Linked DNA regions of Sus scrofa: regions 1, 2 and 3 are each linked to region 4. Evidence: chromatin contacts called from public Hi-C and HiChIP or PLAC-seq data. All regions are on one chromosome and are shown on one strand. The core of a region is the stretch at or near the end of the contact, and the rest is flanking DNA. Distances in the headings are between cores, read along the strand shown. Region 1 overlaps KCNMA1 (potassium calcium-activated channel subfamily M alpha 1). Region 2 overlaps LOC106507128. Region 3 overlaps LRMDA (a long non-coding RNA gene). Region 4 overlaps LRMDA (a long non-coding RNA gene).

The links. Hi-C and Micro-C count contacts between places; a contact is called where the count stands out from the background. HiChIP or PLAC-seq counts read pairs in DNA pulled down with a chosen protein or histone mark.
Region 1: a contact with region 4 is called in a Hi-C map of skeletal muscle, with 2.7 times the contacts expected there. The contact joins two enhancer-like sites. A contact is called at or near these places in 8 of 47 Hi-C or Micro-C datasets (alveolar macrophages, embryonic fibroblasts, epiblast stem cells and 5 more) and 1 of 2 datasets of contacts at active chromatin or transcription factors (skeletal muscle).
Region 2: a contact with region 4 is called in an H3K27ac HiChIP or PLAC-seq map of skeletal muscle, with 19 times the contacts expected there. The contact joins two enhancer-like sites. A contact is called at or near these places in 2 of 47 Hi-C or Micro-C datasets (psoas muscle and skeletal muscle) and 1 of 2 datasets of contacts at active chromatin or transcription factors (skeletal muscle).
Region 3: a contact with region 4 is called in a Hi-C map of skeletal muscle, with 4 times the contacts expected there. The contact joins two enhancer-like sites. A contact is called at or near these places in 2 of 47 Hi-C or Micro-C datasets (skeletal muscle and subcutaneous adipose tissue).

Annotation. Positions count from the first base shown.
Region 1 is chr14:79,464,767-79,471,082 of Sscrofa11.1, reverse strand. All of the region lies in intron 18 of KCNMA1 (potassium calcium-activated channel subfamily M alpha 1), which reads left to right. Among named protein-coding and RNA genes, the nearest start is that of KCNMA1, 640 kb to the left of the region's middle. Within about 2 kb of position 3,767, at least 3 of the 83 cell types and tissues checked have an H3K27ac peak or open chromatin away from gene starts, as enhancers often do. A contact at or near this core is called in fetal skeletal muscle and skeletal muscle, where this site is marked.
Region 2 is chr14:77,836,747-77,842,473 of Sscrofa11.1, reverse strand. The region is part of intron 4 of LOC106507128; the gene reads right to left. Among named protein-coding and RNA genes, the nearest start is that of COMTD1, 53 kb to the right of the region's middle. Within about 2 kb of position 2,638, at least 51 of the 83 cell types and tissues checked have an H3K27ac peak or open chromatin away from gene starts, as enhancers often do. A contact at or near this core is called in skeletal muscle, where this site is marked.
Region 3 is chr14:78,069,560-78,075,088 of Sscrofa11.1, reverse strand. The region is part of intron 2 of LRMDA (a long non-coding RNA gene); the gene reads right to left. Among named protein-coding and RNA genes, the nearest start is that of LRMDA, 110 kb to the right of the region's middle. Within about 2 kb of position 2,583, at least 10 of the 83 cell types and tissues checked have an H3K27ac peak or open chromatin away from gene starts, as enhancers often do. A contact at or near this core is called in skeletal muscle, where this site is marked.
Region 4 is chr14:78,810,146-78,816,561 of Sscrofa11.1, reverse strand. The region is part of intron 5 of LRMDA (a long non-coding RNA gene); the gene reads right to left. Among named protein-coding and RNA genes, the nearest start is that of LRMDA, 860 kb to the right of the region's middle. Within about 2 kb of position 2,576, at least 14 of the 83 cell types and tissues checked have an H3K27ac peak or open chromatin away from gene starts, as enhancers often do. A contact at or near this core is called in fetal skeletal muscle and skeletal muscle, where this site is marked.

The sequences.
Region 1 (6,316 bases), core at 2,518-5,017, 650 kb before region 4:
AAATTGGCTGGTGTTGAATGTGGTCCTAGCAGGATGTGCTTGTGGGCGGTGGTCCATGGGGCTCCCAGGGCTGAATGCGGTGGCGTAGGGTACCATATGGGGCACTGATATCTGGACCCACAGTTTGGATCTGAGAGGTTATTTGTGTGAGGAGCTGTCTCAGAGACATTTGGAAAAGTTGGATTGAGGACCATAGAATCATCATCCAGTCTGACATATGATTCGCTGCTCCTTCAGAACAGTGCCCAGGGGCAGGCTTCCCTCTTTAAAGTGATACCCAATAGATGTTCCTGTCATAGCTCATTGGAAACAAATCAGACTAGCATTCATGAGGACACAGGTTCAATCCCTGGCCTTGCTCAGTGGGTTAGAGATCTGACATTGCTGTGAGCTGTGGTGTAGGCCCGTGGCTACAGCTCTGATTTGACCCCTAACCTGGGAACCTCCATGTGCCATGGGTTTGGCCCTAGAAAAGATAAAAAATTTTTTTAAAAAAAAGTGATACCCAATAGATGTGTTGAGAGTGACTTTGTCCCAATCATATTGGCCTAGACTCCTAGGGAGGAAATTTCCTTTAAAATCTTTCTTATAGGAGTTCCCGTTGTGGCTCAATAGGTTAAGAACCCCACTAGTATCCATTAGGCCTTACTCACTGAGTTAAGGATCTGCGTTGCCTCAAGCCATGGTGTAGGTTACAGATGTGACTTGGATCTGGTGTTGCTGGGGCTGTGGTGTAGGCCTGCAGTTGCAGCTCTGATTTGACTCCTAGCCTGGGAACTTTGATATGCTTCAGGTATGGCCCTAAAAAGCAGGAAAAAAAAAAAGTGCGTTTCTTACAGATGCCATAGTATGTTCCCTTCCTCCTTGAATCTCATTTCTCTCTGGCTCAAATGACACCGTCAAGGTGAACTTGGTCACAGCCACACAGAGAATTTGTTTGTCTGTGATGCCTGGCAAGATATCAGGTTCAAAGACAGAAGCTGGGGAGGGGGTGAAGGGGGGAGCTCTGATGGCACAGTTTGTCTGCATCTCTTTGGTTGATGGTGTTCACTCTAACTGCCAGCCCCCTGGGTTACCCGTCTGCCTAAGGCACAACTCCTATTTTCAGACCACTACTAGGCTCTAAAACCTTGGCCAGAGATCCCATAGAGAAAAGGAAGGAGCCGCTCAGGCTCTAAACTAGGGCCTGCGGTCATGCCTTGGCACTGGCCACCCACACCAATCACAGCAAATTTTGTGTCCCCTGCAAGAGGCCCACGATACCCTGTGTGTGCAGCTGCCATTTGATCTGGGGGAAACCATAATTGGAGGTACTTCTCAGCCCTGCAACTTAATCCAAGTGTTGATGGAGGCCAGGGGAAGGAAACCTGGGGGTGAGGTCATCCCATCTTCTCCGAAACATTCTGGCCATGGGATTGGTGTCCTTCTACCCCTCCGGCATCAGCCCCACCATGGAAAATGTGGAGCTTTGGGCGGTATGTTGAAGGCTTAAGTGGTACTGACAGCTCGGGGGCGGTGTGGGGGGGTGTCTCCTCTGTTTCATCAGTCTCCCCACCTTTGTCACTCCATCAAACAAAAGCAGATTTCATCCATCCCTGTGTGCGTCCGCTCACCTTTGACCATTCGTAATAAGTTAGAAAAATCCATTCCAACGTGAGCCCCTTCGTGGGCCCACGCAAGCCCTTCTCCTCCAATTAAAAAAATGTCTACGTCTATGCAGAATTCCTCAGAGAACTCCAGTGGCGATCCCCGGGCTTCCCTCGCTGGGGGTGGGGTTGGGTGGTGCCTGTTGGGCTGAGCTGGTTGCCTCAAAGAGCCGTGGTGAGAGTGGGCTTTTCATTAAATATGAGCAGATGTGAAACGTAGAGGGTTTGACAATTAGAAATGGCAGGAGAAGGGCCCTTGAATCAAAGTGAGGTCAGATGGGCGGATCAGATTACTTCTCTTACATTCTTTAGTTGTTCTGAAAATCATTTTGAATTAGTGTCAGCAGAGCCATGATGGGTTTTGCCCTTTGTCTTTTATGCTAGGGCTGTATTGTTTCCCAAGACACTCATTAAAGGTCATTATATTATTATGGAGCTTGCTTTGGTCGCAGTTTCCCAGTTGAGCCCGTGTACTTTGGAGACTGCCTAACTCGTTCGCTTTTTGCCTTTCGTCTACTCTTTACTACTTTTTTTTTTTTTTTTTTCTCATAAGGGGAAAGATTTCCGTTTTCAGGGGACGTTAAATGGAAACACAAAGTCCCATTATATGTTTTCTGAAGTGGGAAGAGAAGGAGCCAGTTCCCAGAGGAGTGGCAATATATTAAAAGTGTTCGCACAGTTTTAGAAATCAGCCTTTTTCGTAGCAGGGCCTGCCTGCCCTGTGTACCTCTCCTCGGAGGTGTGGCCTGTTACACGTCCTTGTCACGTTAAGTCACATATGTTTCTCTCAGTTGTCTCCTTCTGTTGAACTCATGGGGATGTAAGGCAACACTGGGTTGACAAAAAGATTTGCAGAGAAGGGGGACTCTTTTACAAAAGACTTAAAAAGCAGTGTCAGATAAATAAGGCAGAGAATGACCAGGTAGGTAGGATTCATCACAGGACTGCTTTTGGCAAGACTGAATCACTTAGCACAGTGGCTAGAATCGGTGTACATAGCCTCCTTTTCTGATCTTGCCAATTTTCTTTCTTTTTTTTTTTTTTTAGGGCCACACCCATGGCACATGGAGGTTCCCAGATCAGGAGTCGAACTGGAGCTGCAGCCCCTGATTTACACCACAGCCACAGAAACTCGGCATCTGAGCTGTGTCTGTGACTTATACCACAGCTCAAGGCAACGCCAGATTTTTAATCCACTGAACGAGGCCAGGGGTTGAACCTGTGTCCTCATGGATGCTGGTCAGATTCGTTTCCTCTGAGTCACAACAGGAACTCCCCAATTTTGTTTCTACTTCTAATGACCCTGAGCAAAAGTACCAGCTCTTTTAAAAGATGCTGAGATGGTGTAGGCCCCAGACTTTTCACAAGCAGCTATGTTCTAGGACCATCAAATATATATATATATATAATTTGTCCAGCAGCATAGGCAAACGCATATACAAAGACTGAGGTTCTAATCTGTTCCACTTCCCTTCCATATAATTTGGTAAATGAGTACCTTTTCTCTGTTCAGAATTTACTTTGGTTGTTTCAGTCTTGACTGGTATCTGATTGCTAAGTCTAATAGAAAGGGACAATTAAAATTATGATGCAGTGACAACGTAGGACCCTATTGATTCGAACCTGCTGAGACCTGCCTGATGTGATGCTGGCCACAAACCGTCAGTAAGCCTGGCATGAACAAATTAATCACGTGCTGGAAGAGAAACAGATCTTTAGACTTGCACTTGGAAATAGTTTTCGCTAAAGGACATGTGTGATCACTCACACCAACCTTTCAATTTACTAATAGTTTAAACCTGCACAATTACATACACCCTTTTGCAAACTACTGTAGCTAATTTTAAGTTGTGCAGGACTTCTATTTCGGGTATAGATATAATACAAGAGGGCATTCAGCTCCAGTGGTTTGGGCGAGGGCGAAGTCCAATATGATTAGGTTGAAGGGAACCATACCAAAATCAGTTCAGTGTGATCTTGAGTCTTGTCAGATAATAAACAAAAATCAGCTTATCCTGGGTAGCCTTTGGTTTGTACAGGCAGGGAATTAACATTGTCAATAGAACTAAAGTCACTCGACTGAACTAATGGCATTTTGAAGTACATAAAATCAGATATGAGGGCAGGGGCTGGAAATAGCTCTAGGAAAGTGTCTATAATCAGACACACCCTCTGCGGACAGTCCCTAGTGCCTGTTGCAGGGAGATTTAATTTCATAAGCTGTCTTTAAAAAGCAACAGCCTATAATTATCTTAGTCCTTTTCTGTATGTATACTTTGGGGGGACTTCCTCAGGCTCCCCAGTCCGAAATCTCATTTGTTGATTTTGTTCAGGATCCTGAAACCAAAGATTCTCTTTCCCTACCACCACCATCAGCGATAGATAAGATAGAGGACAGCCAGAGCAGACTCGGCCCAAACCAACTTCATCATAGTTTCCCATATATATATATATATATATTTTTTTTTTTTTTTTTAAAGCCCCTTCATCTTGGGTCCGCAGTTTCTTCCATTTTCTGGTGCTTTGCTGGTATGGTGTCTCTCTCTCAACATCCGTGATAGCCAACACTGAGCAGCTTTTGGATTCTGCCCGAGTTCTTTAGCCTTGGCCCGTGTGCCCTGACTTAGCCATTCACCCTTCATTGCAGGATGTGAAAGCAGGAAGGCATTTAATCATTCCGTGAGGCGGATGATGGGCCAGGGAGGGCATGTTAAGGCACTTTGGTTGGTAGGAGACAAGGCTGCAGAAGCCAGTGCCCCTCCCTGGATTTTGTGGGGACCACACTGAGCAGGGGTTGATGCCAGGTTTTCCTTCCTGTGTGCTTCTCTGGTGGTCAGCACACTGTAAGGCAGCCATCGTGCTTAGGCAAGATTTCCCTTTGAAAAGCATCTTTTTAATTGCCCCTCTTTAAAGAGCTCCCAACAACCCACATTTTTATTTTGAAAAAATGTTTTTTGGGATCTCATGGTACTCTGCTCCCTGCCCCTCCCCCTCCAGCATAGTCCTGTGAATTCTTTAATATCCGTGCTCTATGAAGAGGTACCACATGTAGATGAATGAGAAGGGGACCAGTAGGCAAACCTCAGCCAAGTTTTCAAAAGAAGGCCTTTTGAAACAGAGCTGGGAAACAAAAAGTAGAAGGTAAGAAAGAGGAAAGGGGGCTTTGTGCAAACCCCCATCGCTTGAACACCTCCCTTCCCAGGGATCTGATACTTTAATAAGTGACTGAGCTCTTCAAGGACAAAGCAGAAAAGACGTTGGCGTGCCACAAGTAAGCTAAGCAGGAGCCCTTATGCAAGGTGACATGGAAATTATGTTTGCATTTTTATTTCAGGACAGTGGCCGGTTGTCATCCTACTCACCCTGACAGCTCCTACCACCGGGCAGTGGACTCTGCCTCTTACCTCCGTGGTGGAGGACAGATGTGGCCAGTTAGCGCTCCATCTCCCCCGCTCCTCTGCTATCTCGGGCGACAGATGCCAGGGCCAGCCCGCCTTTCACTTGAGCCTTCTTGTCAAGGCTGTGCCTTGAGCTCCAATCCTGACCTTTACTGTATGAAATAAAGTACTGATGAACAAGCAGAGGTTTGAATTAGAGCAGGCTGGGAGCAAATGTCAAGTCCACCTCTGCTTCCCTCCTCCACCTGCACCGGGAGCTTGGATTAGACCCAGGCTGGAGTTTGCAGCGCCTTAGGCTTTATGGGTCTGGGGAGACATCACTTATTAACAAAGAGTTATTAAATTTTTATCAATTTTACAACACAATGTAAATGCCTCCTATGAATCTACATTGTATTCATTATCATTTAAAACGTTAATTAAGTCAAAGTTGCATTTAATTTCTCTCTAAATGGGCCTCGGGGAGGAGGCTTTTAGAAACATCTGTGGGAGCGTGCAGCTCCTAGAGAACAGGGAATCCCCCAGCCCGTATTCAGGACAGCCCCCCGAGTTGATTGCTATCGTGTGTCTGTGGCTAATTTGTTGTGATGCGATTGGGCCTTGTCTTGAATTAGTATCAGACCAGGATGGTGTAAAGCTGCTGGAGTGAGCCTGGCGGAGCGAAGGCACAGGCTGTGTGCATCCTGCCTCCACATCCCATCCAGACAGAAATGAGCAGTTGATCCGCAGCACCTCTGGTCTCAATCAAGCCTTGGGACCCTCCCTTCTCATGTGGTGCCCATCATTTCAGTTGGATGCTTCCTTGATCTGAGATGGACATTTGTCATCTGGCCCAACAAGTGTAGGCTATTTGCCAGCATGCTCATAGGAACGTTCTCAGGATCTTTGATTCGCATTTAAACCTAGAATCAGTGGAGCACAGAACAGTGTAATGGGAACCATTTTCAGAATAGAGTGGATGTAGAGATTATAAACAAGTCCTCCTCAATGGAGAGAAGAGTGAGGCCTTCTTAGGTGTGCTGGAAAATTACTTCTCCCCTTTGAGGTGAGGTTGACACATCTGCTCTTATAAAAGCATTCCCTCACCCAGGACCAGAGTCTTGTTAATGTCGTGTGCTAGGAAATAGCCAATTGCTTGAATTCACATGAAGATGAGGTTTAGTGTCGTATCTACTCTTACTGTAGGCAATGGGCTCTGCCAACATGGCAAAGGTGTGTGTGCATGTGGATACACGTGTGTTTGTTATTGTTGCTGTTCAGCTGAATCCACAG
Region 2 (5,727 bases), core at 1,389-3,888, 970 kb after region 4:
TTTAAAAATGGCATTAGAGGCTGATAGGGGCCATGAATGAGCCAATTACGAGTTACAAAAGCTGAGAGGATCACCTGTACAGCTCTTCCTGGGGTTCCATAAGATTTCTGTGTCTTTATTGCCATCATCTTACAATAACCCCCCACTACTAGAGCTAGCCTAAGTGAGTTTCTGTTTCTCACTATGAAGAAACCTCACTAACGTACCCACGCATAGCTACCAAAATGTTAGCTCTAAGAGGGCAGGGAATTTTGTACATCACTAAATCTCCAGTGTCTAGAACAATACCTGGTATGAAGTAGGTTTTCAATACATATTTCTTGAATAAGCCAGCAAGTGAATAACAAAAAAAAAAAATAGTTGTAAAGGAAGGGATGTATAGAAGGAGAGATCTGCAAATAAAGACATTTTTCAATACAGCCTGGACAAACTTTTCACAGGGATATGGACAAAATGCTGGGGGCGGGGAGCAGAGGATGAAATAATGCCTCCTGGGGAATATCAGGAAAGTATGGCAGAGGAGGACACCTGGGAGCTGCATCTTGAAGGATGAGTAGAAGTCGGCCAGAGAAAGACAAGGAGGAAGTAGGACAGACAGAGATAAACAGAGACAAAAGCACATTGTTCTGAAAGCGCCTGGAATTCTTGAGGACTGGAGAAGGTTCATACCTAGAAGTGCAGGGTTCATAGTTGAGGACAAGTGCAAGAAGAGGCCAGAGAGGTGAGCTAGCACCAGATGGAAAAGGGTCATATATTCCCAACCAAGTCTTCTGAAGTGACTCCTGTGGGAACCATAGCCAAGAGAGAATTTTAAGCAGGGATCAAATTTGCTTTTTTAGGGAACTCATTGTGGCTGGTGCAAGAAGTTTCTCTGTGTTGATGAGCCATCTACTATGTTGGTATCAACACCTTGTGTTTGTGTCTCTCCCTCTTTGTTCTCTTCCTTCTGTCTCTCTCCATGCTTGTTTATGTCTAGGTCTCTCTTCTCTCCATTTCCTTGCATTTTTTTTTTCCCTCAAGACACCACCCCTTGAGGATGTCTCTCAACTGCCGCCATCTTATTTATTCCCCAGACACTTTCAGATTCCATCTCCCAGACTCATTTTCTCTGGGACACCATCCCCACCCAGGCTTAGGTCCTCCACAAACAAGTAACAGGATTGCTTCGTGGCCAACTAGCTCCTCAGGGCCTTAGCAGTGAATAGACAAGCATCTGGAAGAAAGCGAAGAGCGGGTGAGGCCCCAGGTTCCGAGCATGGGAAACCCCACACGCTCCTCTCAGGCATCCTGATACTGCTCACAGCCCAGCTGGCCCAACCGCTCCCAACCCAGCAGCCTCCCAGCCTCAGCCAGGAAAGCCTACTGCCCAGTGGCTCAGACCTCTGACCTTCTGCTCTGCAATGTTTCCTGGCATCTGCCCACCCTCCCCAGGAGCTGGACAAGTGGGTCAGGGAGGAACAGCCCTTCCCCCCCAGCTGAGCCTGGGACTCCTCTCCAGGACAATTCTCTCCCCTGGGACTAGGGGGTCAAGCTGCTCTTGGAGACATGACCTCAGAGATGTGCAGCAAGGGCCCTGGCCCAATTTATCACCGCGGGGCTATAATTAGGTTTGTTAACATACAGTCGAGTGTAGTCTTGTTGACTAGGAACTTAATCACGTTACTATTGAGTTCCTGAACGCATGGCTCGGGGTGACTGTTTTACTCGTAGAGTTATAGCCCAGCCCAACGGGAGGAAATTAGCTTTGGACACAAGTTTGGAGGGGGGGGTTCTTTTTCCTCTTGACTTTGTCTCCCTCTCCCCCCTTCCATGTGAAAATATTTAGCAAACAGTGACAATGATGAAAAACAGTAGGAAACAAAATGTTCTACATTAGTATAAAACATGAAAAATGCAGCAAGGACCCTTAGCGGTACAACATGTGTTATGCTGGCTGGCAGTCCATTAGCTCTGATAGACATTTCACTTACCTAAGTCAAATATAACAGTCTAGTATTCATTAATATAAGAAGGGGCTGTGGAATCAGAGCTACCATCTGGCTGGGCCGACAGAATAATCTACAACTCATGATTAGGTCTAAGGAGTGGGGTTTCACTTTAATCTTTCTCATTGCTCGAAATTTCCATCTGCGCAGTTCGGCACATCATTTTTCTTCAAGACAAATGTGCTGTTTTTCATGTTCCAAAATTAGATCAGAAGAAAACGATTAATCATGTCACGGCCTGGGAAAGGAAACAAAGCTCCGATATTCTGCTCTCCCCTCTCCACCCCACCCGCCCCTCCCTGGCCCCGGACGGTTGCAAGTTTCGCTCCCCCCCCTCCAGCCTCTGGGTTTTCTGCACAACTTTTGGAGACGCCACCGCCAGCCGAGAGGAGGAGGGTGGGACTGGAGGGAGAGGGCGCCGGCCGGGCTTGAGGAGAGAGTTGGGGGCGCCCTGGGTCCCCAGCTTGGGTGCGCCCTGCCGCCCCCCCCCCCCCGGGCCCTCAAGGGTCACCCTGGGCTGGCCCACACCATCCGCCACGGGAACCGCCGAGTGCCGGCGCTGGGCGCTGCCGTAGGCCCAGAGTGACCCAAAGGGCTGCGTGCCTCCCTCCCGCGTCCCCTCCCGCGGCCGCCACAGCCCTGTCTGTCAGCCGGCTCGCAAGTCATAACAAATCCCTGGCGCGGAGCTGAAGCTGAGCATTTGCCGGAGCGTCACGGGGATGATGAATGACCCGCAGGCCTTTGAAGTGCTCTGCCAGTTCAGCTGGGTCCGCGGTGCTGACAGAGAAATATACACAACAGCGTAACCAATAATGAGAACATTAAACATTCCTGCGCCGTGACAGGCTGACAGAAAAACCCAGGCTCCCATCAATCATCGCGCAGATAGAACCTTGACAATTGGCCCCTCACTGATACCCGCGGTCACCTTGCCCTCTCCACCGCTCGCCCTCGCCCTCGCCCTCGCCCTCGCGCAGGCTCTCCCTCCTCTTCCTCCCTCCAGTTTTCCTCTTTCTTTCCCTCCTGCCTCCCCCAGCCTTCCGCTCTGCTCCCTCCTGCTTCTCTCCCCTCCCCTTCCCCTCTTTCCCTCCCTCGCCTCCTCCTCTCGGGTCCCCTGCCCTCTTGCACTGCCTTCTGAGCCTCTCAGAGGTCAAGTGAGGTTTCAGCCACTTGCATTTTGTTAGGTCGCCCCTGCCCGAAACAGGAGATGCTGCACCCGAGTGAGAAGTGTGAAATCTTCAAGTTTCTATTTAACACTGTGTGGCTTTTAACCAGATGCAAAAAATAATAACACCATCACTGTATAGAAAGCTTCACTTGGAAATGTTCAAAGTCTAAAGCAAGGCTCTTGAGGAAAGTGAGGCCCACATGAACCCCGTTCTCCCTCCTTGGGGGGGAGGGGCCCTTTCTGGATGCTTGCTGTGTGACTTTGGCAAGGGAAGCTTCTCTTTGTGCCAGCCTCTGCCTCTTTCTTTTCAGCTGGGCCTATCTGACGGGATCTGATTTCTGATCTGTCTGAAAGGGGAAAAAAAAACAGAAAAGAAACGCAAAGATCTCTTCCTTTTCCTCCAACAGGAAATGAAATCTGCCCAGATAAAGCCTATTGGATGGACCTTCACCCTGATGCCTGAAGAGCTGCCAGGGACCTCTTAGCCATTCTCTGGACCTGCAAGGGCTCCCAGCAGAACTTGGTTTGGCCCTATTTTCCTGAGCTGAGCTTCTATTTCCACCTTGCCAAGGTGGGGCATCCCCCGCCCTCACACAGACAAATGACCCCTGCCAGGCCCACTTCCCGCTGGCCAGCAGGGGCTCTTGAGAAGGGCCTTGGGCTCCTGGTAAGAAGCCAGGGTCCCAGTCCCACCATGAGCACTGAGGCAACTCCATAATTTTCTTAGACCTCTATTTCTTCATCTACCACATGGGAGCAGAAGACCCTACATCAGGGCTCCTACAGGTCTTTTTAACTTCTCCAGAGGCAAAGGCTTATTTTTCTCCTTTTATTTTTGGAGGGCTTTTTTGTTTTGTTTTGTTTTTTGTTTTCATTCTTGGTTTGGGGGGAGAGAAGATATTCCTTGACTTTCAAAAAAAGTCATGAAAAAACTGCGTACAACCTCCATACACATGTCCAGAGATGATGAGTAGCAGAGGGGATGGGTTACTTCATGGTCAGCCAGTGACCAAGGCTGTTATGAGGAGCCTGGTTGGAACCAGGGGGGTGGACATAGGAAGCCCTGCACTTCAAATGCATTTGTATATTGGTTCAGGTGAGCCAGCTCAGGTGTGAAGAAGAGAACATCTGTTAAGGAAATGTCTACTCCATGCACTAAGGTAGCTTGTCCTTTCTTTTCTGCCCACCTTTCCAGGCCAGCTCTCTTCCCACCACCTGTTCTGCTTACCTGGCCTGCAATGACCTTGCCCTTCTTAAGGTCCTATGAACCCCTGGCCCAGATGGGCCTCTTCCTGCCCAACTAGACTTGAAGCTACCTGAGGGCTTGGAAGGTGCTATGCCCATCCAGGAACCAGGATAATGTCTTGTTCCGAAATGCCTGCCCCACACCCATAGCCTGCTTCTCTAAGGAACTGTTCCTACCAGGCCTGCTCAGGGGGAAGGCCTCACAGGCCTGTTTGTACCAGGAAACCCTATCTTTTGCCATAGCTGATTGTCCCAGTAGTGAATGCCTAGCCCCGCAACCAATCAGATGCTCTTTCCTTTGAAACTTTGACCTTAGCTATAGGCAGTGCTGAGCTCCTAAGAGACATGTAGTGTTAGGGGCTGGGGCAGCCATTATGAGGTGTGTTCATGTTGGGGCGGGGAGTTGATCTTCAAACTGAAGGAAGAGAAGGAGGAAGTGGGCAAAAAGAAGCAGATGAGAAATAGCTGGTAGGCCCAGAAGATAGCATAGCTTCGATTCCTGACCTACCCATTCCTGTCCCCTGAGGCCTAGGGGTACTACTTCTTGCCCTTGGATGCCCGAAAGACAGATGACCCAGGCCTGGCCAGTCATTCTACCCCATCATTCTGCCTAGAAAGACTGGCACAGGGATAGGCCTGGGACCCCTGTCAGGCCCACCAGAGTCCTTTCCTGGGATTTTATATATTGATTCTGAAAGAGAGATAGTCTCCATTCCTTTAGGATTGAGAATTATAAGGTTAGGACCCCGAAGCTTCCAGCACCAGGGCTGTCACTGCCTGGAGGAAACCAACCGACTGCAGGAACAAAGGAGGCCACAGCAGTGGGGCCCACTGATGACAAGTCTGCTCACTTTAGGTCTCTGGATCTGGTCAAGCCTGACGCCCACTCTACCCTTGACCTTTGCAGCAGGTGAGGTAACTTACTTCCTTTCTTGTCTAAACTAGGTTTAGCTTCGTTTTTTGTCACTTGCAACCCAGAGAGTCCTCATACTGGTGTTCAGGGACATGTCAATTAAGAGGATTCACCTAAAATCAGTACATGGGCTCCTTCTCCTTTTGTGCATATACGTCCATGAATAAGAATCTGCTGAGGCCCAGAACAAGGAGGGCTGCCCTGAGCCTTTTCTGATCGTTTCCTCCCCCATGGTCCTCCCTGTGACCTCAGCCTTCGTGCCAGGCAGTCAGCTGGTTCCCAGGCCAGGCTCAAGCAACTTGCACTTCTGAGCCTGTCAGGAATGGCACTTCCCTAATGGTATGCTTTGTCCCCGCCCCCAAGAAAGAAGGGGACAGGCAGGGGGTGAGTGGCAGTTCTCCCAGCATCCAATGAAC
Region 3 (5,529 bases), core at 1,334-3,833, 740 kb after region 4:
TCATTTCTTTTAGCTCCCAGCACACGATTTTGGATCACAGCAGAGTCCACATGAGTTGCATCGTCATTATAAATAATAGTCTTACTCATTCATTCCTGTCCTTCCAGAATCCAGAGCTTTCAGATTAAAGTTAAAGGCATCTCGACTTATTTCAAACATGTTGGACATTCCTTCCCAACCAGACTTAAGTTCTAGATCAGAAAAGGAAGCTGGATGTTGTAAAGAATATAGGACTTGGGGTCAGGAGACTTGGGTTCCAGTCCTAACTATGCCATTTGCTAGCAGCCATCATTAAGGGTAAAATAACATCCCTTTCTGGACCTCAGTTTTCTCATCTGTAAAATGTAATGTTTCCATAAGACAATCTGTTTAATTATGTCACCATTTTTAAGGTAGTGACCAATTTATATGTCAGCAGTCACTTATCTTGGTAAGATCTAGTGCAAGCCAGACCCTAGTCTACAGGCTTTGTCCAATGATACAGTACTAACATTTATACCACTTAGCAGAGAAGGAAACAGGCTTAGAGAGGCTGGGCAACAAGCCCAAGGGCAGGCAGTATAGCCATCTTTTGAACTCAGGTATGTGTCTAAAGCCTGTGTTCATGACCAGGATGCTCTGTATTTCACAAATCCTTTTGGTTCCGGGGCCCCCATAGCAGCTCCAAGCTCTCAGTAACACCTGGTGATGGACAGATTGTGTTTTTCTGACTCAATTCATGGACATTTTACTGAAAGCTTATTTCTATATATCCGTGTGCTAAAGGATACTGACAGCATCCTTGGCTCTACCCCATTAGATACCAGTACACCCACCTCCCAGCTGTGCCCATCACATGTTCCTGGGGCGGGGGGTCAAAATTCCCCCTCGCTGAGAACCACCGCCCTAAAACAAAACACTCTGAAAACATAGAGACAGGCAAAAGAAGAAAGCATTAGCCTAATACCATATGAAGAGTAATAAGAGAAATGCAGTCAAATCATCACATGAAATTCCAACAACACATTCCCACTTAAAAACACACCCAACTGAAAAGCATGACCGACAGAGGAAAAATACTGTAACAGGGATTGTAGGAAGGGTTTATATTCTTGGCCCCAGTACCTAAGGCAGGGTTAGGGCCAATCTTTCTGCTGCTGGGATCAGAGCAGAAGAGGGAATCCCTTTCCCAGTTCTAACAAGTGAGGGGGAAGGCAAAAACAAAACAAAAACAAACAAACACCTTTTTCCTCGCATCTGATAACCACTTTTAAGATCTTGAAGATATTTTCCAATAAAACCAACGCTCTAATGGTGAGGTTCTCAGGCTAGCCCACAAAGGTATTTCACCTAAAGGGTGCTCTTCTGCACAAGTGAATTTTGTGAGACAGCCTGGAAACCAATCATTATTTAAACTTGCACTTTTTAAGAATATAAAATCTAAATGCACTAGCAATTAACAACAAATTTGGGAGGGTCAGAGACTAAACATAAGGTAAACGACCACCATCAAATCTCTTCTCAACCTTCTCTTCATCCAGAAGTTCTCACTAACCTGCCCACCTTCCTCTTAGACTCTCCATCAAAACACCTAAGTATGAACACACATATATACATATATACACACACAGCTTCCTTTTATTCTTAAGCGCATTTGTGGTTGAGGTTTTAGAGATCTTTCTTGGCACTCTTTTGAAGTGGTTTCTTGGTGTGAAACTGTGTATGGGCAGAGGTAGGGTGAGGGACCCAAACTTGAAAAATGCCCAAAAGCACAGGCCCTAGTGGGGAAATGCATTCAGGGACCCCTGAATCAGAACTGCTAAGTTTCTGTCACCGACAGGAGTGAAAATTCCCAAGTGCCATAGATCATCTGGGACATTTCAGCTTACCATCATATTTTATCAAAAAATTACATTCAAGGAAGGGGAAGAGGGAAGAAGGGAGGATAGGCATAGGGAGGGAGGAAAAGCCACATAAAAGTTCTGAAATACATCAATGTCCAGAAATGGGAAAGGAAAAAAATTAAAAGAAACCTTTGGAGAATTTAAAAAACATGAAATAAAATATCTATCTTATTTCAGAATCCTGGAGTAAATAATATTTCTGATGCCCCCATAGAGAGTCCAATCCAGCCAGCAAAACAAACACAAATACAAATAAATACTGGGCTAGTGAATTAGGGACAGTACACAGAGGAATTTGAAAATAGGATGAGGGTTGTGTGCAGAAATGGGATCCTTCCTCCCTCCTCCCCCCACTCCCCAATTTTATTTTCTTGAAGTCAAATCCATTATTTTGAAAACACCATTTGAAATCCGAAAGAAATAGCAAAACACAGTATTGTGGTATTCCAAAGTAATATCTCTTGTTTATAACCATATAAATTTAGCCCCTGGCACTAGAGGGCTTATATAATAGAATAGAGTTATTTTAACAGCGCCCTGTTAAAGAAGAAGCAAAATGTTCAGCTCATTTTCTCCAGTGGGAGGGACACATGGCCTCATGCGAGAGAGGGAACATGCCTAAGTCATTACCGCGGGAAAGCAATCCGTCAAAGCCGGGTCGCTCTGGCATGGCCAACACCACTGGCGAGATCACAGAGGCAGCCTCTGCTTGCAATTACCAGGGAAGGACCTTGGCTCTAGGCAGCCTGCTATCAATTACTACCCTGGCCTCGCCGCTTGGACTTGTCAATTTCCCAGTGTCTTCTGTTTTGTAACAGTAAGAAAAAGGGCTCCTCCTGACTGATTCTTGGAAGTTTCTCATGTGTTGTGTCACTCCTCGGTGTCATTAACAATTCAATTAAAATTTCACAGCACACAGGCAGGCAGCACTGGACAGGGGCGGGAAGGGGCCGGGTGGAGGAGATTTCCGAAGGGCCTGCAACGGGGCCACGTCGGATGGAGCGAATCCCATCTTGCAACTTCTTTGACTTCTCGAGTCAGGCTTGCATGTGTCTCCCATCTGACGCGATGCTGGCTGTCATCTTGGCAAGAGGACATGTTTGATGTTCTCACCCCGCTGGGGGTGCAGTGATGGGAAGGAATTTCAGGCTGGCTAGAAACACAATCTCACACATTATTGCACTAAAACTTTTGGCTCCCCAGTGAATAATTATAAATATTCATCATCAGCTCTAGTAATCTACAGTGAGTTCTAGAAACTTCTTTTTCTCCATTTGCTTCCCCCTACCCCCCATCTGGGGCCTCCTGCTTTTTCTTGGTCTTCTGAGTGGGGCTGTCTCTAAGAATTTAGAGACGGGGTGTAAATCACAATTAAATTCTTCAGGAAGGTGGATGACTGGGAATGTTAACACAGGATGGCTGGCAACAAGAAAGACTCGCTACTGTCATTATTAACTCTGTGAAAGTGCAAACACTCCTTTGTCTCGCTGGATGATGGAGGTATACACACTCACGTGCTTTTAAGCATCCCAAGGGTTTAGGGCAAAACGGGGGGGAAAAAAAGTTTCAGGCTTAAGACTTCTGAGGCCGCTTTCTCTCTAACCCTCTCAATGAGTTTAGTCATGCAAGGAAAGATTCTTTAAAGTTACCAAAGACTTTGTTTAATGCCCAAGAAAATGCAGACTGTCAGCACCCTTTGTCAGGTTTTGGTGGCTTAAGTCCATTCCCCAATACACTGGTGACCCTCCACCCCTCATTCACTAGTTTCTTTTTGACATCAAGCGCTGGATAATTGTTTGATTTCCTTCTAGGTAAAAGGAGATTAAATGCCCAGCTGCAACAGCTGACACACAAAAGGGAAAATATAGTTTAACCACCATATTTATCAAGATAATTTTTCTTCCACACGCTGATTAATAACATTAGCCAACCATCGCCTTCAGCTTGGGGGTGGGGGGAGGGAGTGGGAAGGGACATGTCCCCCTTGAAAGTCTCAGAAACAGGAGTTGACAGTTCAAGGCAAAAATGATTTGCATGTAAATTCTGATCAAAAGCAAGTCTGCACCCTGAAGTTGTCAAGTTTTGCTACCAATTTGACACTTAAATGGGCTATAGCAAAACTTGATTTAAACTGAAGAGGAAAAAAACATGGCAACTCAATTACCCCCTAGCAGATCGGATCTGGCAGCTGAGGTCAAACTTTTCACCCTGCCATTACATTTCTCAATACCTGATGCTTTAAACAAACACTATGTATTCCTCCTACAATCCTGGAGGAAAATGCATTTCTCAGGACTCCCTACTGTGCCCCAGATTAAAAAATAAAGTTGCACTTGTGTGGGATCTGGGGCCATTTTCTCCATGTAAATTTCTGAATAAATCAGGACTCAAGAAATGGCCTTTTACACTGGGAAAAATAGTTTCTGCCTTAAAAAAAAAAAATACTTTGTAGGGAAGATTTGTGGAGTACTAAAAGATGATTTAAAAACAAATATTCCCATAGCATTAGAGGAAAAACATTGACCTGTTTTTAGTTTGCTTTTAATATATTTCATATTTGAGCTTCGGCTGAACAGTACATTAATTCAGCAGGGAGAAAAATAGCTAGCTGGTTCCAAATCGGCTCCAAATTTATGGAGGACGAGGTATCTCATAAGGCCCTGAGACGAAGGCTCTAACGCAGCAAAGAGCCCGCGTAATAACCCATCTGTCCTCTGGGATTCCTGTCCCACCAGAGTTTAAACACTGGCGTCTCCTGGGCCACTTAATCCCCCCACCAGCTCTCCTTCCTGCAACTTTTTAAACTAACAACTGTTTCAATTCTTCTTTGTTAAGTGCCTTAAAACAGCTCTAAAATTGTTTTTTCTCTTCTCTTTTTTTTTTTTTTTTTTTTTAAGTCTCATTTCCCTAAGTTAATTTTAAGGTTCTTTTGATATGGAAGGAGTTCAGCAACTGCATTCGGCATCATTTCTAGAACTCATATTGGGCAAGCAGGTCCTAGGCAGGGAACTGTCTCACCTACTTAGCGGACAAATATTTTGAGATTTCACTGGGTGCCTGGCACTATGCAAAGCCCGAGGGGCCCCAACATGAGTGAGAGCTGGCATGACTGTCACACATACAATTAATAATAACAGTGTGGGGTGAGCACTGTGGAGAGTAATAGTCAAAGGATGTGAGAGTGAACTTAATAGAAGGATTCATTCCAGGGGAGGAAAAGTTTAAAATCCCCCTGATGACTGAGCCTTTAACTACATTGACATCCGGTACATGGTAGAGCAAGAGTGCAAATGGCGAACTGAGAAGTTTGTATGGAAGGAAGGTGAAAATAGGAAAGCCCGTTTGGCCATCTCTAGGTACATGGAGACAGTATGGTCATATAAGCAGCAGTCCATAGCTACACACAGACAGATGTGCCGAACCACATTCCTCTTGAACCTGGCTTCCGTATAAGCCCACCAGGTCAGCCCCCAAACCTGGAGCCCTCCCACCACTGCCTTCTTGCTGCTCCTCCAAGAGGCCACACTTGTTCTGGCCCCAGGGTCTTTACACTTTCTGTTCCCTTTGCCAGATTCCCAGAACTTTGCACGGCTCAAACCATCTCGTCTTTCTGTTCTTTGCCTGAACATTACTTCTCAGAGCAACG
Region 4 (6,416 bases), core at 1,327-3,826:
TTTCAGGAATGCTATGTTTATGCTGTTAAACATAGCCATTATTTAAAATTAAATTGCATACACTTGCAATTGGATAAATTATATTAAAAGTAAAGATAATATACACAAAAACTCAGCACTTCCCAATTATTTTATAAAATTTTACTATTATTTATGCTCTTGAAATTATTCATGTCTATTATATCTACATAGCAGAAATACTATACAACAATGTATTACTTCAGATCTCTTCCCAGCTCTTCAGTAATGTTACTTTGGTAACTTACATTGGCCATGATGGGAATAATTACAGTGGAAATTTACAAACGTTACAAATTTTGGGTTAACTATCTTATTGATTTTTTAAACTTAAGAAAATGATGGGGAAATGTTAATTATGCAGATTAAATTTAAAAGTTGTGTTGTGTCTAGCCATTGCATTGTGAATAGCATTGAAAAGTTGAGGAAAATATATTTTTTTGGCCATGCATAGATTATGTGGAAGTTCCTGGGCCAGGGACTGGACCTCAGCCTCAGCAGCAACCCAAGCTGCTGCAGTGACAACATCAGATCCTTAACCCACTGGACTACAGGAGAATTCTTGAGGAAAGAGTCTTTGAACATTCAAAAGACATTATCTGATTCAGTAAAGAAGTTACTCATGCCATTGACAAAAGAGTGAAGTTTTGAAATATTCAGTAAGAAAAGAATATAGTTGATGTTCATATCAGAACTACACTTACTCATCAATTGCAACCTTAGGTTCCAAAATTATAAAAACAAAAAAAATTCAGTGAAAATGAGTTGGTTGAATAGAATTTATAACAAAAAGGATTATACATTTAATTTTATTTGATAACAATATGTTTACTCATAGTTTATATACATAAAAATTACACTAAGCTGATGTATACACATACATGGGTAAATTTTTTTTCCAGAGAGCTGCTTGTTAAACATTTCCAGCACAGCACTACATAAAACCCTTATTAAATGACATCTAAGGTATATTTGGGGCTATGGAGAAAAGAATAGTAAGAAAAAAAACTAATTAAGCATCAAAGATTCTGTCTTCAACTTATTTACAACTTGGACACCCTCTACTTCCCTCTTTCCTATTCCCTAATGCCTTAAGAGACTTAGATCCAAGCTCCATCCAGCTGTATGACCTGGGGTAATCAGCTCCTAAAGCCATACCATCCTTCACTGTTAGATAGTAATGATAATAGTCATGATGATGATATTGTTTAAAAAATTGCTAATGAGTATTTGTACTTATTTTGTAAACATGGGCCACATATTCATCTATACAATTTTTTACAACACTTCTGTGAAGCAGTGCTAAATTCTATTCCTCTTTTACAGATGAGGAAAACTAAGACCCAGAGAAATTAGGTAGGTGCTTGGGTTGCTAGCACATAGCAGAGCTGAGCCACAAATCTAGGCAGTTTGTCTCCAATGGCTACTGCCTTAACCATTATGATGCTTTACCACCTCCCTTCTCATTAAAGGCAAAGATTAAGTGAGGTAAGAGACAAAGATCTTAGCATTGCTCATTAAATATTCATGATGAGTTACTTTAATTTTGTATAGCATCTTACCTCTTCAGTTAGATTTAAGTTTCTTAAGAGATAGGGCTAATGTTTTATGGCTTCTCCTACCCTTCATAGTAGTTACAACAGGGACCTGCACACCACGAGTAATCAAATTATTCATTACACGGATGGGCTCTGCTCCTCACTTGTCATGCAGAAAAGCGCTGCTGAGATCCCTTCTGAGGGTGAAAGTAGTGAAATTGTCAGGCTAGCTATAATCTGAATCCATCCACAGTTTCCCTGCATTATTGTGATGGTCTATCTTTAGTAAATAACTACATATGGCATTCCTCATCTGGGTTTGTAGGGTTGTGTTAGAAATAATATTGTGTCATAGTAGTCCTACAGGGTTGATTTATTTTGGCTTAAAAGAAGGAACTTGGCCTCATGTGTCTCTCTTCCTCTCACAGTTTTTTTTTTTTTTTTTTTTTTTTTTTTTTTTTATTCCCAAGGGCTGCAGGTCAAGTTCTGTCCTTGGAACCAAAGCAGTTTTCCAAAATGAGGTGGAGCCAGCTCTGTCAAGCTGGGCCAGCTCTGCTGTCAGTGCCTTTCCCAAGTACATCAGACCCTCTGCTTGTAAAAATAAATTGATACCAATGCAAGAAATTTATTAGGAGATGACAGCCTGGTTCATAATGGAAATATGGAGAAAACATCATCCTTCAAAAGTGACAGTTTATCCATCATGCCTCAGATTCCTGAGATAGAAGCAGGCACTGTCACATACAATCCGCTGAGGACACATCTTCTTGGATTTCCTTTTGACAGGAAACTCTGAAATAATCCAGAAGAAGGGAAGGACTTGTGCTGCCCTTAATGTGCTCGGCCATAAATTTTGAGTATTAGCAGAAGAAACATGTGGCCAAGGACATGAATGATGGAGGAAATCAGGAGGCCTGGAATTCTCAAACGGCCCCTTCTTTTCTCTCAGGGTGATGAACTGGGACGGGGGTCAGAGAGGGTTAAGGCACTGCTGAGAGGGACATCAATTCCCTGTTATGTGTCAGCAAAGCCAACAGGTGGCAGGGCACCACTGCAGACACAGTGCTGCTTCGGGTCTGGTGACCAGGTCACCTTGCCCCGCTAACTTTCCAACTGCGATTATTTCCCCCTTAGCTACTTATTTATATTGATAAACTTGAGAGAGTTTAGGAGGGCCGTTTTAATTAGGAATAAAGGCAAGGATATTCCTGAGGATCACAAGAGGCCCGATCTTTTCAGGCTTAATGAGGTGACCTACCCAACCCTGTTGGAAATAATTGTGTATTGTATTAAAAGCCACTTTGGAAAATAAAATTGCAGTAGTAAACTGGAATGAAACAAACATGGTATTAAGGGGAAAAAATATTCACTGACAATTTTATGAGGCCTTAAAATATTTATGTTCTACACTTGCATTCTTTGGAGATTTGCTGAGTGTTGCTAGAATGGGGAAACTTTTTTAATGAGATACATGCATATTTTTTAAATTTACAGATCTTTTTTAGCAAAAATAGAAAGTCATAAATGGGAAACGGAAACCTAAACAAGGCGAGTATAGCATTAATGCTCTTATATTATTAATTCGCTCTTTATATTGGAAAAAATAAAAGTATGGTTGAATAATATGCAAGGAATCTTTGTTGTCAGTTTCTATTTGATTAACGTACAGGGACACTAGCATGATTACAAGATCCCAGATAAACTTAGTTTTTTTGCATGTGTTGTGTGGTGTGGATAGGAACAGGATATGTGCACTCTCGGGTTACTTGAGCACAGAGTCAAATACAGGGTTCTGATCCACTGCCCAAAATAAATCCCTAAGAACATCAGCGAAATAAATTACATGTTCTTATTCATAGGTAACAGTGCTTGAAAAAACACAGCGACACTGAGTCCTTCTTTAAATCCTCTCATCCTCTAAAGGAGGCAAATGAACTTCTAATGATTCACATTTGTTTCAACCAATCTTCCTGGTTCCCTGTCTCAAGAAAGACCTAAAACTCTGTTGACTTTACATGTCCAAATTAAATATATCTGTGTTTCCTTTTACTTTCTATATAAGTGCGTGCCAGCATGACTTAACATTCATCCAGAGTTTATTTCCCTATTAGTGGAAAACAAGTCATTTTTCAGTTTAATGAATAGCATCACTGTCTGACTTTTAACCAAAAATGTGACCTTAAACTTGATGGATCTCACCAGAAGGCACATTTTCAAATTATTTTTTCTATTGGAGGTTATGAATATGACTTCCCAAATTATTGTGACAGCTGTGAGGGGAAAGCCTGCATCACAGATAGAGCAGCTTAAAACAAAACTCAGACCTAACAAAATGGTAGTTTCATTTGTGAAACAAGAAAAAGGGAATGGGGGAAAAAGCATGAACCGTATGGGAGGAGAAAAAAAATACCTCCTTTGAGCCTTACGCAGCAGGAGAAAAGACTCATGTAAAGCAGCTAAAATTCCCATACTTTTTTGTTACTACCATTTTTGCTTCCAAATCATTCTAAATTGAGAAGGTGAAGGCTGTGCATTACTGATTCAAAAAACTCCAAGAGGACATCTGATATTTCTTCCTTATTAAGGATGATGGAGTGTAATTGATGTGCCTGGTACCTGGCCAATTCCAACTTTTTGAGAATGTTGTTTAATGTGCAGACATTATTTTTGGACTACTGAATGCCAGAAAATAATGAGCTGGCATTCAGCTTTGGTGAATAAGACCCTGAATTTTCATCTAAAAGCGGTTTTGAGTTATTGCTGTAGATAAGGTGTAACTGTGCAAGGGAATTTTATCCATGTTTCTCCCATGAATCATAAATGAGGGAAAAAATTGCAGTCTAAATTGCACTTAAAAGGAATAAAGTCTTTTCATGCCATACATGATTTATCAAAATGATCTCATTTTAAGGGTACTGTGGTGTATCTTGATTAATCACATTAGGAAGCATGATGAATAGCCTCTTTAATGGTAACACACGATTTATTGGCAACATCCAGGCTTGAACCAGAAGGGTAAGAAGTAAAATATACAATAGATAGCTAATGCAGATAGGGTGTCACTAATGTTCTGATTTGTTTTAAGATAATACAGGGCTCCTAGATTTCAGGAGATGCTGAAGCCACCAGGTGGTGGAGAGCAAACGAGGTCTGCACTGGAACTTGGGTGCAACCAGGAATACACTGCAAAGCTTCCCTAACTTATTGCAACCCAAGGAAAATGGTCCACTCTGCAGGACCATAAAGAGAAGGCGTGCTTAAAATCTGGACAGATTGAGGAAATTCCTAGTAGGAAGAGGTGGACACTGCCTTTTGAGATAGCTCTCCTACCCTTTTCGCCCTATTTCAATATCCTCTTCACATTTTGCTTTAATATCCTAAATGCCTTTTCTTAAAGCCCGCTCCACTCTGCTCCCACTAATTTCCTCTAAGGCTGACAGATCAGAGGCTTTCCTCGAACTGTTCCTTTTAGAGCTGAGGAGCCCTCCTCGTAATCCTGCTGCTTGTCTGCAATTAATCCTTCCAGTTGCCACATTATTAATACCACCACCCACAGACAGAGGAAGCCCCGACCCACTGGACACTGGCTCCCGACTGAAGCTTCAAAGGTGCCAATCACACCCTGGTCAGAAAGGTGCCTGCTGTCAGCATCAGAGGTTTCCATCCTCTCCTCCCCGCTGATCAAACATTCTTGCTCAGAAGATTAATTCAGGGTCTCCGCCCATTTCCTCCCATATCCTCTTTCCCTTTTTGGTTTACCCAACGATCCATCTTTGCTTCGAAAAGGGAAGCCATGGATAATAGAAGCCCTTTCAAAACAAAAGCTGGGCAAAGGCAAATTTAAGTCCCAGCTGTTATCAACTTTTTTTTTTTTTAACTCATTTAAACACCTTAAGGCAGTGAGGATTAGGGCCTGGCCTGAAATGCCATTCTTTGATCAAAGACCCCAAGACTTTACACAAACATAATCACAAGGCAATGGATGCCTCTCCAAAGGCTGAATTGATTTGTTTGACTGCAGTGCCAGAATGGACAGAAAAACTGCACACTTGTTTTCCCAACTCCCAACATATTTATATCACCAGGCCAAGTGACTGAGAAATTACATATTTTCTACATCTTAATTGGAGCCAAGTCATTTGCAGATTCAGACATACCTGTGGGGAGAGGGGCCAGTGAGAAGGGGGTGTGGGCAGTGTAGGTGCTTGCCATAGCCTGTTTTATCCTGGGCGGGGAGCAGAAGGGAAAATTCCAGAAAGGGAGGTGAGAAAGCAGCAGCTCCATTGTCTCTGATGTCGAACAAAAGTGACTTTGCAGAGAGAAACCTGTTTACATTACCCAATGCTACTGGAATCTTCTCCAGTCGCTTAGTAACTGCAGTTACCATTCCCTGTCTATTAAAGTGGGCTTAGTAGGAGAAACTGGCAGGACCTTCCATGAGACTTACTTGCCATCACATCCCTCACCATCCATCAACATCTTTTAGGACAAGATGACAGGACAGACTCACAGTAAAATCTTCCAGAAAGGTTTTGGAGAGGGAGGAATAACAAATTCTCTTATTGAATCATGGCTCAATAGGGTTTACACTTTCCATACACATCTATAAGTAAAAAATTTTGAAGTTGCCTAATAAGGAAAATACTTGATGTCAAGGTTGAAGGGATGATTGAAAATCAATATTCAAGCATATGAAAATATCACTGTAAAGAGGTTTTTGTCTTTGGATTTGGCATTTTTTAGGGGGGTGTAATTCTCACTACAGAGAGACTGTCAGCAAATGAGATTAAAGTCATACATAATTAAGAATTCTTAACTGATATGACTGTGTTGGGGCAACTGACCACACATTCCCAGAGT